2 separate regions of the Ovis aries genome follow, and region 1 is linked to region 2. A link is a contact called in public Hi-C data. All regions are on one chromosome and are shown on one strand. Each heading gives the region's core, a stretch centred on a gene start, on an enhancer-like site or on the middle of the called end of the contact. The rest is flanking DNA. Distances are from core to core; before and after follow the strand shown. Region 1 holds the start of MDFIC (MyoD family inhibitor domain containing). Region 2 overlaps MDFIC (MyoD family inhibitor domain containing).

Region 1 (4,378 bases), core at 1,543-4,042, 86 kb before region 2:
AGAAAACTGCAAGTTACTCTTGATTCCTGTAGTTTCTGTATCCTTTATCTCGGCCATTCCTACTGCTGTCATCATCCCTCATGTTTACCTGGACTTCTGAGCCACAATCTCAGTGCCTCCAAATCATTTTACTTATTATTCCAGAGTGGCTTTTATAAATAGAAATTTGGAAAGTATATCCTCCTTTTTCAAAGTTGATTAAGACCTCTGTTCTTCTCTTCAGCTCCATCCCCCATTTCTCTCCCTTGCATTGGGTTATCCTCTTCCACTGAACTTCTTTCAGGTTTTCAGTGCAGCTAGGCCGTCCTCAGACCTCTGCATGTCCATACATACTGCCTGGAGCAATCGTTTCTCTTGTTGGTTTCTTCTGGTAGCAGCAGAGACATACCTTTTCCAGAAACATTTTCCTGATCCTAGAGTAGACTGTATTTCCCTGCAACAAAGTACTACCATGGTATTCCAGAACTTCCTTATTGTCCCAATCAGCAGCTGTTATTAAGTGGTTATATATCCATATTTCCTTCTAGACTGTGAGCTTCATTGAAGGCAGTGGCCACATTGATTATCTTCACCCATGACAGTCCCCACCCCCCCCATACATATTACTGAATAAAAGAATGAGAGGATAAGGGCACTGTAGTGCTCTTTAGGAACTAAGCTAAGTATTGAGACAGATGACTGAACAAATAGAGCAAGGGACTGGGTAAGTAGACTGTCTGATGAACACTGGGGAGTCCACGCTCAGTTCCTGGGTGTCAAACACAAGGCGTATGGAGGAAGACCTGAGTTTACCTAAAGACATAAGATAGACTTTCAGTTAGCCTTGAACTGTAAATCCTAGCAGTGTAAGCCTGACAAGGTACTGAAAGGGCTGATGTCAAGAAGTCTTTGAGACCGCTTGTGTATAGACTGCACATGTACACCAGGCACGGTCACCTGTTATTTTGATGTGGCCCTTGTGACATCATTATGCCAAGTTCAGCATTACTCAGTAACATGCTTCTGCTGATAGTAACAGTTAATATTTTGAGTATTTTCCTCGTATCTGATAATCTCCTGAAAATTATCTTATTTAGTCCATATGGGACCTATGAAGGGGTACCTTAATAGTCTCATTTATGAGGCAACCAAGACACAGAGAGGTTGACTGACTTACTCAAAGTCTTACTGAGCAAGATACAGTATTGGACTGTTTTGGTGATTCTACCACGTAGAGTCTCCTTTGTTCCTAATATTTTTATTTGAATTTCTTTCCCATTAGAGGGTAAGGTGTTTAAATTCAATTCAAGGAGTTTTTAATTGAAACACCTACCGTGTGTGCAACATTAAGTACTGTGTGCAATTAAAGTAACAAATAGTTATCACTGACTATGACTTTCTAGAAGAGTGCTATAGTTTCGTAAGTATTCATGGAGTTTAACACCTTAATGAGGGTATTTTTTAAAAGACAGAGAAATAAATAAAATAGGGATAGAATAGAATCTAGATACCAAGTTTCCTCAGTGTTTGCTCTCTAATGGTAATGCAGTTGCCCTCAGAATTGATCTGTTTGCATCAAGTGGACTTCAAACAGTCCAGGCCTCCAGACAAATTTTTCAGTTCAGGTACTTTTACACACACCATTCCTGAAATCTCTAAACTTAAAAATAATAAAAGCATTTATTAGTCATAGGTTATTGGGCAGAATGTCATCCGCCTTTTGGGGCAGAATATGGTTTCAATAACTGTCATCAGAAATTTCAAAGACAATTTTTCAGGTTTAATTGAAAGTAAGTTTGGCTATACTGATTGTTCATAGGCAAGTAATACGTCTTCTTAATCAATTGGAACCAATTCCAGTTGGTTTCTTGAAGAGATGAAATTCCTGGGATATTATTGCTACCCCTAGAAGGAAGATGTGTCCAACGTGCATCTTCTCCAATTTTGATAACATTACTGTAAATTACTCTTGTCCTAAAGAGTCAGGGAATGAATTTATTCTAGCTTTCTACAAATTTTGCATTTCACTCGCAACGAATAAAGAGCAATAGTTATCTGAAGTACACTGTATCTGCAAATTATTTTATAGATGTTATTCTTGGCTCATCAGATTAAACTGCAATCAGAACATCTCCTTTATAAATGGAGAGTTGTCAGCTTTTTACTTCTGACCACAAGTTTATCTCCCCACAGAAGTCATCTGTGGAGGAGATACTTGCCCTGATATAGCCGCGGTTTGAGACCAGGGCCAGAGCATCCTCAAGGGTGTCACCCTTTTCCTGGATGCCTCTTGAGTCTTCTGGCAGCTGCAACAGGTTTTTCCTGTCTGGGATCCTGTTTGACCAACATAAACAAAGAACTGAAAAACAGAATAAAGACTTCTTCAGAGCCAGAGATGAAGAGATTAATCGCTCTGCTAGGGGTCAGGGTTTCAAAACTGCTCTTTCTGTATTCTATCAGGAAAGTGATACTTTTTCATTTGGCATTGTCCACCCTGAAGGCTTCTACTTCCTTCAAGGCATTCCCATAATGTCAGTGGGTCTGGGCCAGGAGTGGGGAGAGGGATGAGGTGACTCTCTGAGTGGGGGGCACTCTTGGGCAGCCAGGGAATAGCCAACTCCCTCCTTCCCCCGGGAAGACACTCCCACCCCACCCCGCCCAGCGCCAACCCCGTAGGGCTTTGGCCTCCTGACCCAGACAGAGCCAGGCGTGAGGCACCCGGAGGCCGAGCCCGGGTCGCACCGCCCCCAGCCTCGGGGCAGAGAGCCAAGAGTTCAAGGCCTCTCTGATCCGGATATGATGAAAAGGCGCCACAGAGCGAGAAGTGTTTCTGGAGTGCAGGAGTGGTGGAAGGGGGAAAGAGAGGCAAAGGGGCAAGAGTCCCCTCGGAGGGGAACCGGCCGGGCTGAGCTGACTGTAAAGAGGGGGCGGAGAGCACGGAGTCAGAGGAGCGGCTGCTGCCGTTGCCGCCACTGAGGTGTCTGCTGAGCGGGACGGAGGCTGGGAGGGACACCCAGAGGCGGCTGCCTGCCGCCGTCAAGCCACCGCGACCTGCGGCCCCTGCCGGAGCCTCGCTAACTTTCCGAGGCGGAAGAGGAGGAGGAGGAGGAGGAGGAGGAAAGGGCTTTGAGTGTGTTGGGGGGATGCCGAGGTAGGTGGTGATGCTCTTGGCGGGAGGAGGAGGGGTCTGATCCCCTCCCCGAGCTGCTCCCAAATCAGATCTCCCTTCCAGCGCCTCCCCCTTGAGTGCCCCCCTTCTGTCTGCTAGGACTCACTGCTGTCAACTTGCTGGGTAACAGTTTTCCTCCCGGGTTTCAAATCAAAACTTCCCCGGGGTGGGGTTTGGGGAAGGGAAGCAGAGGGGGAGGGAATGTCCCGCAGGGGTGGTGTGCTCTTCTCTCAAAACATTTTTTTTTTTTCCCAATCCTCGCCAGAAGCATTCAGTTCCCAGCACCCAACACCTCCCAGCCCCTGGTGCATCGACCCCGAAGGGCGGCGAGCTAGGCGGAGGCGCGGCGAGGGCTCAGTGGAGCGGCCCATGTCCGGCGCGGGCGAAGCCCTGGCTCCCGGGCCCCAGCGCGGGGCTGAGGCTGGCGGTGGCCGGCTGGGCGCCCCAGCCCAGGGTGAGTGTCGCTTGCAAGTTGCGAGCTCCTTTGTCACTGTTGCATTTTAAAATGTGTTCGCACATTTACTGCTTGGAATCTGTGTGTGGGGAATTGGTGCAAGGACTGAGCCTACCTCGTCGTAGTGAACTTTTGCATAGTTAGCATTATTCAATCAAGTTCTCCAGGATCGCAGCCTCAGATCAACAACCGGATAAGAGGGCGGGATCCGCTGATCTCTCCACTCCCCCTTCTTTGGCTGCCGAGAAACTGGATGTGTACAGGATCACTACTTTCTTAAACATATGCATTTCAGGGCCCAAGACCCAACAGTGTGGGCTCCGAAGCGCTTCCCCACCACTTAAGTTCTGTGTCTTCAGCAGATCCAGGACTGCCGCTGCTCTTTGAGAAACCTGCACTCTCCCTTCATCTTTCTATTTCTTGTGGGCTCCTCTGCAGCTTTGATAATCCAGGTTTCTGTGACCAGTTGCTTTGGAATGGCTCATGCATATGCTTTCAATAGCTGTTTTTGTTTTGAAATAAACAGGCTTCAAAAGAAATGTTTTCCAAGAATGAATTAGCTCTTTGTGTTCATCCAAGTTATAAACAAATACAGTCTGTAAAAAAAAAAAAAAATAAGTACTCCTGTTCCTGGGGAACTTCCACAAGAAGCTTATACACAAATCAGACAGGATCTTCTCTTGAAGGTAACATACTTCATGTTGGCGACAGAGAGAAAGGATCTTAATCCTATGTATCTTCCTCTTAGTGTGACTCTGCTTTAAAGGGTTCTGACT
Region 2 (3,994 bases), core at 251-2,750:
ATTTCTTACATCATTTTTATGCAAATATATATTTTCTTATACTTATTTTTTGTCCTAAAAATAGATAATATTGTGACCAACTTTAGCAGACTGTTTATGTAGTGATTCTTTCTAGGAAAATGCTTTTAAGATCTAAAGTAGATTTTGTTATCCAAAAGTTAAAGTCAACCTTCCTACTAATTAAACTTTTTGGATTGGAGATATTTCAACTGGCCAACTAATAAAGTCAGCACTGAGTAGGTTCAAGTATGGTTTTACTGTCTTTGCTTTCTAGCTTCCTGAGAAAATAAATGGATAATAGTTTAAATATGGGAAAAGATTATTATTTTTAAATCTCCTGCTGTAGCCAAACACACAAGATTGACTAAATCTTTCCAGGCAGATTTCTGCTCCACTCTTCTGCAAATTCTCTTAGAATTGCCTTCTTGAGTCTCTTTTTTAAGTATTTGAACTAAGAACAGAGCCTTTAATAAACCTCCTTAGGTTAAAATAGAATGGCTCTATTTTGGTGTGGTAATCAGAGTGAAGAATACATTGAAAGGTAGAGAGTTGTAGCCTCTCTAGAATAAATATTGTACCATCGTCATCATTGTTATTGCAGTAATAATATTTATTAAGTACTTACATGAAAAATTCTTTACTGAGTACTTTGTATACATTGTCTCTTTTAATCCTTATCTTAACCCTTTGCTAACAGTAACTTATTACCAGCTATCAAATATATGATTTTAAATATAGAGATTCAATAAACTAATATAAATAATACTTGCACCATTGATATTTTTTCACTTTTCTTTTGCTGCGTCACTGCCCACATACTTTTCTTCTAATGTGTTTTAAATTAAACACTTCTACTAACTCAGCATGTTACTCCCTGACAGATTTCTCTCTAAAGCTCCTAGGAAACTTTGTTTCACTTTTTGTTTCCTTCTTAGACTTTATAAAAGGTGACTCTAGAAAGAACTGCTTGAATCAGGGTTACAGTTAAGTCATGACCAACAATCACTGGATCAAATTTTCCTGAGAATTTGGAATATTTTGATCAATCAGCTGCAAATCAAGCAGCAGGATCAACAAAGCAGAGAATTAAAAAAAAAAAAAACTGCTCTCCACTTATGTAATTTAAAATATGAATGCACTTCCCATAGGAGGAAAAGGGACTCCAGGACTTGGACACGTGTTAGGAAAATGATCAAGGAGTCTCTCTGTGGGGTGGGGGAGAATGGTGCTGTTTTTGCTCCAGTTCTTTTGAGTTCATTTAGAGGAAAGATAATAGTAAAGGTTATTGTTGTTTCTCTAAGTGTGGTCTTGATGCTGCAGTGGAAAACGTAACTTGCTCTCTTTCTTTTACCTCCTGACCTATCTCACTTTCTTCCCTACTAGGAAAATCTTGACTGTGTTTTGGCTAAGATGCATGGCCTCGCTGGGACAGCAGTGTGCCAGAGGGCTCTGTGTGGGAGGCGTACTTCAGGCCAATTTATGCAAGCAGCAGGTCATTCTAGGGCCATAGGCCAGAATGCCGTGCGTCCTCTGGCTTGAAGACACACAGCTCCTTAGAGCTGAGCTACCGTACCGTCTTAGTAAATATTTCCTGCCCCCACAATCACTTGAAGAGCGGAACTCCCTAGAGATGTCTGTGTCTCATCCCTCACAGCTGACTTTCACAGAGGCCAGATACTAACTTAGCCATCCTGGCTGCAATTCAGGATGACCAAAACCCACTTTCAGCCTGCTTTTGGATTTTATTGAGAAACAGTTGGAGCAAAGCAGTATCTGGGTAGAGGAATGCCTCTTACCCTGCGTGGTGAGTCGCTCTTTGTCCCAGGGTGCATGTGAGCCTCAGCAGGAGTCACCTGTGGGTTCTCTGATTGTAAAGCTAGAGTCAGGTTTGATCACAATACAGTTTCCTGAATTAGTAATTACACATAACTGACTGCTCATGTTTCAATCTGCATTTGCTCCTTGGCATATCATTGGCCTATTGGAAAAAAAATAATGAACCCGTTTCTTTGTATATAGTTTACATGATGGAGACCTGATTAAGAAAGTAGTTTCAAGCATTTTCAGTCATAGGAAATGTTATTAGAGATTACTCAAGATAAGACACATACAGACCTGCCTTTGCTCAAAAATGGGTTGTGGGTTATTCTCAGAATTCACTGTTCTTTGCCCTTCCCTGTACTCTGCTGTTTGGTGTCTTTGTTCCAAGAAATTCAAAGCACCTGTCATACCACATCTTAAAAGAAGGAAACTAAAAAAATAGACTTATTAAGAATACAGCTGAGTTTACTGTGCAGAGTTTTCTGATGGCTCTTTGGGTTCCTTTCACTAAAACAAATTGCTTTTCTCATGCTGCTGCTGCTGCTAAGTCACTTCAGTTGTGTCCAACTCTGTGCGACCCCATTTGCCTAGTATTTCGGGCCACCAATGATTTGGGTAAATCAATTTGGGATAATTTTATTATTAAACTCATGTATCCTTACAAAAATAAATCTCATTTTAAAATAAATCTCAGTCTCATTTTAAAGAGAGCAAAGAGCCTCAAATCAGTCACAGATATTTCCAATAGTCATCTAAGATGCTGTTTAAATAAGGTTCAGTTGTTACCTTCATGGCATTGGGAAGCTATAACAGACCCTTGCCAGATATGCCAGCTGCATGGATTTAACATTGATGACCTTCCAGAGGACTCAAAGATTTTGTTTGGGTTTGTGTCTGCAAGTAATCTGTAATAGCTTTTTTTTTTTTAATCAAACACTGTGCCAAAGATTTCCTTTTATGCTTTCTTTTTAGCTCCTTAGCTGCTGATGTGTTTCTTTGTTTTCCTAAATTTACAGTAGCTGTCAGTCTTGTGCTGAATTCTCCTCTCAGTAATACACTGAATTGTGCAATTCTTTTGGGCCCAGTTTGGAAAAGGCATCCTTCCCAGAACCTAGTTGGCTTCTCAAAGGTTAAACGCTTTTGGCAAAAAACTACAAATATGACCGAATAAAACCATAAAAATGAAAAACCACAAGAACAGGGGGAAAAACAATTATTTCTCACAGTGAACTACATGGATGCAGAGGACTCATCTTTTTTAGTTTGTTTCTCCATTTAAGTCTTCTTAGTTTGTTAATTCTTATAATCCTCTCTTTGCTTCAAATAAAACCAACAACTTAATGCCTTTTATGATTTTCCATCCCCCTGGGGATGAGAGGGGTGGTAAACTATAACTGCTATTTCTTCTTAGATTATTTTAACCTTTTCATTACCTCCAGTCACAATCAAACTACCCTTTCCAGAACACAACTGGAAAGAAAAATCCTTTTGGCAAGGAATACAAATCAGGTTATTACACTGATTTGATAGGATTTAGGGATTCGTTTTTTGGCTTGTTCCTTCTTTGTTGTTATATCTGAGTATTTTTCTACTTATAAAGTACAGAAAATGGATGTGGTTTTGGTAGATGTCTCTATGAATGCACCTTGCTAATGTCACTTTAATCTCTGAAATGAATTTTGAATTGTGGCTTATTCAGATTTGATTTTTCAGAGCAGCCCAAAGTGCTTTTCCAGTAAATTAGGCAGGATAGGATAACTATTTTTGTAAGTTTTAATATCTGCAAAAAAAGCTTATTTTTTAAAAATCTGTCATGACTGTATACCAGTAGAGTTCCTATTTACTCTCTACATTGCTCCTGTTCATACGTTAATTTTAAAGTTTTAAATTTAGATTACTTTGATTGAGACACCATCTCTGTCTTGGCTGCCTATGCTTTTTTGTCCATTTCACCAATGTGACTGGAAATTTATGAGTTCTCCAACTCATCAACTTTGCTCTTTCTTGAGGATAACATTTATTATCAAGTCTTCATTAAAACTAAAATTCAGATTCATCTTTAGAAAGAAAACATGAATCGAGGCTGAAAACAAGATCAGCAAGACAAATCAGCAGAAATTAGTTATTTATAACTGACCTCCTCCAGGAAGATGTACGAAGTGTTAAAAGTAGT

Evidence for each region. Hi-C and Micro-C count contacts between places; a contact is called where the count stands out from the background.
Region 1: a Hi-C map of tail adipose tissue shows a contact between it and region 2, with 1.8 times the contacts expected there. The contact joins the promoter of MDFIC here to the enhancer-like site in region 2. A contact is called at or near these places in 5 of 16 Hi-C or Micro-C datasets (omental adipose tissue, retroperitoneal adipose tissue, skin fibroblasts and 1 more).

What each region holds. Positions count from the first base shown.
Region 1 is chr4:55,080,864-55,085,241 of ARS-UI_Ramb_v3.0, reverse strand. MDFIC (MyoD family inhibitor domain containing) reads left to right here and starts at 2,792. Exons shown (of 5, transcript XM_042248573.1): 1 at 2,792-3,130; 2 at 3,414-3,602. The coding sequence starts at 3,518.
Region 2 is chr4:54,994,042-54,998,035 of ARS-UI_Ramb_v3.0, reverse strand. The region is part of intron 4 of MDFIC (MyoD family inhibitor domain containing); the gene reads left to right. Among named protein-coding and RNA genes, the nearest start is that of MDFIC, 86 kb to the left of the region's middle. Within about 2 kb of position 1,500, at least 27 of the 54 cell types and tissues checked have an H3K27ac peak or open chromatin away from gene starts, as enhancers often do. A contact at or near this core is called in tail adipose tissue, where this site is marked.